Linked DNA regions of Cydia pomonella: region 1 is linked to region 2. Evidence: chromatin contacts called from public Hi-C data. All regions are on one chromosome and are shown on one strand. The core of a region is the stretch at or near the end of the contact, and the rest is flanking DNA. Distances in the headings are between cores, read along the strand shown. Region 1 holds the start of LOC133518039 (rho-associated protein kinase 2). Region 2 holds the start of LOC133517979 (zinc finger CCCH domain-containing protein 13-like).

The links. A called contact is a pair of places that touch in the nucleus more often than the background predicts.
Region 1: a contact with region 2 is called in a Hi-C map of whole body, with 7 times the contacts expected there. The contact joins the promoter of LOC133518039 here to the promoter of LOC133517979 in region 2. A contact is called at or near these places in 2 of 2 Hi-C or Micro-C datasets (both in whole body).

The regions. Positions count from the first base shown.
Region 1 is chr5:19,943,133-19,945,917 of ilCydPomo1, forward strand. LOC133518039 (rho-associated protein kinase 2) reads left to right here and starts at 1,379. Exons shown (of 13, transcript XM_061851599.1): 1 at 1,379-2,383. The coding sequence starts at 2,200. LOC133518037 (TATA box-binding protein-like 1) reads right to left here and starts at 1,208. Exons shown (of 4, transcript XM_061851595.1): 1 at 938-1,208.
Region 2 is chr5:19,004,964-19,007,815 of ilCydPomo1, forward strand. It overlaps LOC133517979 (zinc finger CCCH domain-containing protein 13-like), which reads left to right and starts at 1,550. Exons shown (of 9, transcript XM_061851504.1): 1 at 1,550-2,257. The coding sequence starts at 1,701. It overlaps LOC133517980 (pre-mRNA-splicing factor syf1 homolog), which reads right to left and starts at 1,317. Exons shown (of 2, transcript XM_061851505.1): 1 at 1,146-1,317; 2 at 1-489. The coding sequence starts at 1,184.

The DNA.
Region 1 (2,785 bases), core at 129-2,628, 940 kb after region 2:
TGTAAAGAAACACTAGGAAAAAACTAATGATTCCTTTAATGTTATTTGCAAAAGGAAGGCCTAAAATTATCCAGATACCAAATCTAGGCACAGTATAACCACAACTCAACTCTGAGCACAGTACTTGACACAAAGGAATAGTCCTATGTTCCTGACTTCAGCTTGTTCATTTGAAGTATCATTGGAATGATAACAACTTGACATTTACTGCATACCTCATAGAATACAAAACAGAATCAAATTTCGCGAGATATGAAGAAGGGATAACAATTAGGCTACTTCCCACGGCGTGGCACGACGCGAGAGCGACTATAACAGACAGATGACACTCGCACAGCTGACTGCCGGACCCCCCGCCCTCCCCGCTCGTCGCCCCCGCCCCGCATCCGCCCGACCCTGCGCGGTGCACCCTGTGGCCTACCTGCGCCCTTGTGCCGGGATTGCACTTGCACATGGTAATTTGTCTCGCGAATACTACGCACTCGATGGCCTGTTCGGAAACGGGACATCAAATTCTTTCCGCATACCTTATGCACGACATTGTCAGTCAAATCACAAGAAATCTTGCTATAATATAGTCAATATTATTCTCAGTCAAGCGATCACACTAAAATTAGTCGAAGTCAGCAGTTATTGACCCCATAACGACCTGAACCACACGTGATTGAATTAGAGTACAAAGAAAAAATATTTTCAAGTGTTAGGTAAAATAGTATAGGGTTATCCCGAGATCACTTCCCCTTTCACAGAATATTCAATGACATCAACATATCAGACCACTAAGAAGTAGGTAATATTATTACAAAATAACAAGAAAACTTAAAATAAAATGGGACAGATTCGAGCCATTCAAACTGAACAGGTGATGGTTTTAAAGGCAGGATCTGAGAATATCCGTATATATTATAATCATAAAATTGATTGAAACAACAATTACCTGAGATAATGTGTTATATTTGTCACAATTATTTTTACACCAGCAGCGAAGTAACAAATTTCATTGCAAAAAGTCAAGGTAGCATAAAAGTGAGCTGGTAATTAGATGTCCTTGCACAATAACAACTAGTTCAACTCACATAAAAACACCATCTAATAAACAGTACTTAATAAATTCTTCGATTATAAAATAAATGCAAAATTAAAAACTTATGCACATCCTGCCTAGCACCGCCATGTTCCATTCAAGACAAGTGAACGAATGAAAATGAATTTTGGATTTAATGAATGAAGGATCCTGCATGTCTATGATAAAAGAATGAATGGATTTTTGTCTATGCGTTTTTCTAATGAGCTCTACTGGAGTCCTATCGCAAAAATCGAAGTTCGTCAATTGCGGGCATTTTTCTCTGTCACGCTGATTACGTCTTAGTAAGAGTAAAAGAGAAAGATCCCCGCAATTTTCGAATTTCGATTTTCCCCGTAGGCCCCCAGACGTCCATAAATGCTTTCGTTTTGGAGACATTAGCAATTTCTCAGGTGCAACAAATTCAATCGATGTATTAAATGCCGCAATGTATCAAAAATCGCATGTGATATAAGTTGGATATAAGTGTGCTTTGTAGACTCCTTCAACTTGAAATAATACATTCACTTCCTCGGCAAAAGCATGCAAATAAGATTGAAATATAATTATATTGTACATATTTCATATTTTGGGCAGAAAATGTAAATAATATTTAACACTATAGTAAATTGTCCGATCGTTTAATAACTGCGTTATACAACACGAATGTAGTCATTTTATAATCTGTGGCCCCTCTGAGTCGCCATTGCGAACTTCTTACCTGCAGCTAACTTCATAATATTGTTCGATCATCGGTCAAGCGGTTGAATATTTCGTAATTAGACAATATTTTTAAAGCTGTGCCAATAATTACTACTATTTAGTGTTCGTTTATCAATAATATTTAGTAGAAAGGCGTTTATTCGATAGGATATATTTGCGAACGTGCATATGCTTTGTTGTGAGAACCACCTTTATCTGCTGTCATTTTGAGCTATGCAACACAATTTTTTCGACTTTTCGATAATGAAATATAACTTAGCGGTGGAATAGTGCATCTCGGATAAAACAAACGGGCAGTGGATTCCAAAGGTCGTGTACTCGTCGAGGGTTCGCGATGTGGCATCAGTGGGTGGTGTGATCTGGAGAATGTGCGGTGGCGTTTAGTGCGTGAAGACGTGAGAAAGGGTGTCAGTATGGAGGTAGTGGTGAAGGACGAGGAGCGCTTGCGGCGGCTCCGCGCGCTGGAGGAGCGGCTGTGCGACCCGCGGTCGCCGGGCAACGTGGACTCGTTGCTGGACACGGTCGCGGCGCTGGTCTCCGACTGCGATCACCCGGCCATACGCCGCATGAAGAACGTCGAGGCCTACACTAGCAGATGTAAGACACAACTTTATTTCATATAAAACCTTATTAGTATAATTTGTAACAGTTTTGTGCAAATGTATTGTTAAAGTTAGAGTTGTTAACAATGACATATCATGTACATTACATTAGTTGAGAAGTTTCTTCAACAGACAACGTAATTTCATATCAAATCATATATTATTGAGTTATAATTTATCTTTAATAAATATTCTGGAAGAAACCCCATTTCAGGGATAAGTCTTCCCTTGAAGCCTCTTTAAATAAAGTTAAGGTTTGCTAGTATAGTATAATATTGCAATTATAGTGCTCATCACTGCAGAATATTATTCTTTTGAACTAAAATATTTTGTTATCTTTTGCCAATCATGTTGATTACATTGTCATTAAACAAACTTTTATTTATACAAAACAATT
Region 2 (2,852 bases), core at 300-2,799:
GGTATCTTCAGGGCTTAACTTTAAATAACGTCTAAACACTCTTACAGCAGTTTCAGGAATGTTGTGTTTTTTTAGGAAAGTCAAGTACAGAGGCCATATCCTGTGGTGTTGTGTAATTGGCAATGCCCGTAAAGCACTGTCAAATGCTTTTCGTGTCACTGTTATCCTGCATTGATCAGTTAAAAAAGTACAGTAATCCATCCAAATCCTTGGCATTTTGTGCATGAAGACTAATGATCTTTCAAAGCAATTGTTCACATGATCATAGCAGGGGTCTGTTATACAGCGTCCTCTTATTTGTGCTCTTCTGAGTTTTAGGTAATTGTACCACAGTTTGAAGGACCCAGGCAGCTCCTTCAGAGCTCTTTCATAAATCATATTAATCTCATGTTTGGGTGCACCTTTTTTATGCTCTATATATCTAAGCCAATGTTTCACTGAAAATGGGTTTCTTAATATTTCCTCTTCATATGGTAAATCTTCTTCACTCTGAAAGGTCAAATTCTATTTTTAATTGCTTAAGGTGTAAGTAAGTTAAAATTACTTAAGTACTTTAATTTTAAAAATGTTCATGGCTCAATAACTTCAAAAGTATTCATATGTATGTACACTTCACTACACTATCAGTTCATCACAAGTCTGATTGCACTATGTGAAGTAACCATAGTGGTAGTCATTAAATTTTAACATTTTACTTAGCTAATAATAATAACTGTATCATAAAATGAAGTGGTAACATTGCCACAGTATTTGTTGTGTATTGTGAAATTTCAGTTATTTACTTTAGAAAAAGAAACTTAACTTCAGAAGAATATTGGTGTTCAACTAACCACAAAAACAATTAGCCTATCAAATCTGGAGCCAAAACATCCGTAGTGCAAAGATAAATTCAACAAGTAATCAATCTCTCTTAGAATAAAAAAAAACGATGGGATTACAGCTGATGTAATGATGGAATTATAGCTGTTGATGATATAGATTAAGAAACTACTTCCACAACTAGGTAGCTCTATCTAGATTCTAGACCTTTAGTACTAATAGCCAATATAATATAGCCATGGACCAATAACCCTAGAGGTTACAACCCAACTTGAACAAAACTTATTAAACGTATATGAAAACTATATATCATGTAGAATACTTACAAAAAATATTTCAATCTCTTTACCGTCAAGTAAAGGCATTTTGCTAGAATGTGGCCTGAAATGTATCTGAAATATTTAAGTTACACAAGCCGACAAATAACTCGGAACATCACTTTGTGTGTATGACAATGACAGTTATCTTTTTTTTTAGGACAACACACGCATTCAGTTTCATGTCAATGTACGCGGAAACCGTTTCATTGCAAAATTTTAAAAGTTGTAATACATATATAAAATATTCCACTTTTAAACAATGGAATTGCAGTTCGAGTTTTGTGTGAATAATATGTTAATCCAAATAACGTAACTATTTTAGAGCGTATCGATCATGCAACAATATTTGTCCCTAAAGTGCGTGTAAAGGACCGTTATATTCATTTGTTTGAGATATTATTGGAACCGCTATAATTCAACACCTAGAATGATTCCTTAGTCTATGGTCATCAAATTAAAAATATATCCAAATCAACAATGGCGAATGGCGATTGTCGGACGCCGGGGAATATCTTTTATTTTAATTCCGTTTCCAAGTGAGACCAATGTTTTTCCTTTATAATGTCAAAACAAGGCAAAAGAAAAATTACTGTCGAAATTCCAAAAACGAAAGACCTAGCCAACAGACCTAGTGTTTTCGAGCGTCTCGGAACCAAGAAAACTAGTGCAAAAAAAACAAGTGAACATTGTAGACAGTGGGCACAACACGGAAGTTGCGCTTACGGTAAAAGTTGCAAATTTGCTGCCACACACACATTGATTAGCCCTTCAAAGCAGCGGGCGGCTAATAAAGACAGTGAACAAAAACGATTAGTGAAAGATGATGCTAAAAGTAGGCTTCATTCGGCAGTAGTCGTCCGGTCGGGCCGCAGTCCCGATGGTGAAATTGACAACTGGGATCAAAATGACCTAGAATGTGTGGACACAGACGAGCTGGAGAAACGAAGGCTCCAGCTTCAGCGTGAACTCGAATTGCAGTTAAAGATGGAATCTGGAAAAGATATGCGGAAAGAAAAAAAGAAGCCCGTATCGAGCTCCTCGTCTTCGAGGAGCTCCAGCTCTTCAAGCGTTTCTTCTTCGTCATCTGATGGCAGCTCATCTTCCTCTTCCTCTGGACGGTGAGAATATAGAATATTAATATCAGAAGAAGAACTTTTGCCGTCAAACTAGTTCTGGGGGCCTACCGCGAAAACCGAAATTCGCAAATTGCAGGGATCTTTCTCTTTTACTCTCACTAAGACGTAATTAGAGTGACAGAGAAAAATGCCCGCAATTGACGAATTACGATTTTCCCGGTAGCCGCCCTGTACTTAAACGCAATATTTGGCGAACAAAGTTCTTATTTATATGTATGTATACTCTACTTTTGACCCGATCCGTGTTAAACATTCAATCCTCTAAAAATATAGGTAAATGATACTTATTAGCTTATTACCATAGCTTAAACTAGTCAGAATGTACTGAAAATTAAACTTTCAAATGATATACAATGTATTTGGGTAATTTAAAATTCTTCAAAATGTCAGGTAATTCCTTTCCATTTCCAAGTCACCTATAATTGCATCAATATTAGATTGAGAGTCCATTTTCAGAAGGACCACACAATTTGAATTATTCCGAACTAAAATACACCTTATTACAAGCAAAAAAGAATATATTGTTTGGTTGAAATGGCACTAATAATCTATACACTTTTTCAGAATGTTAAAATTA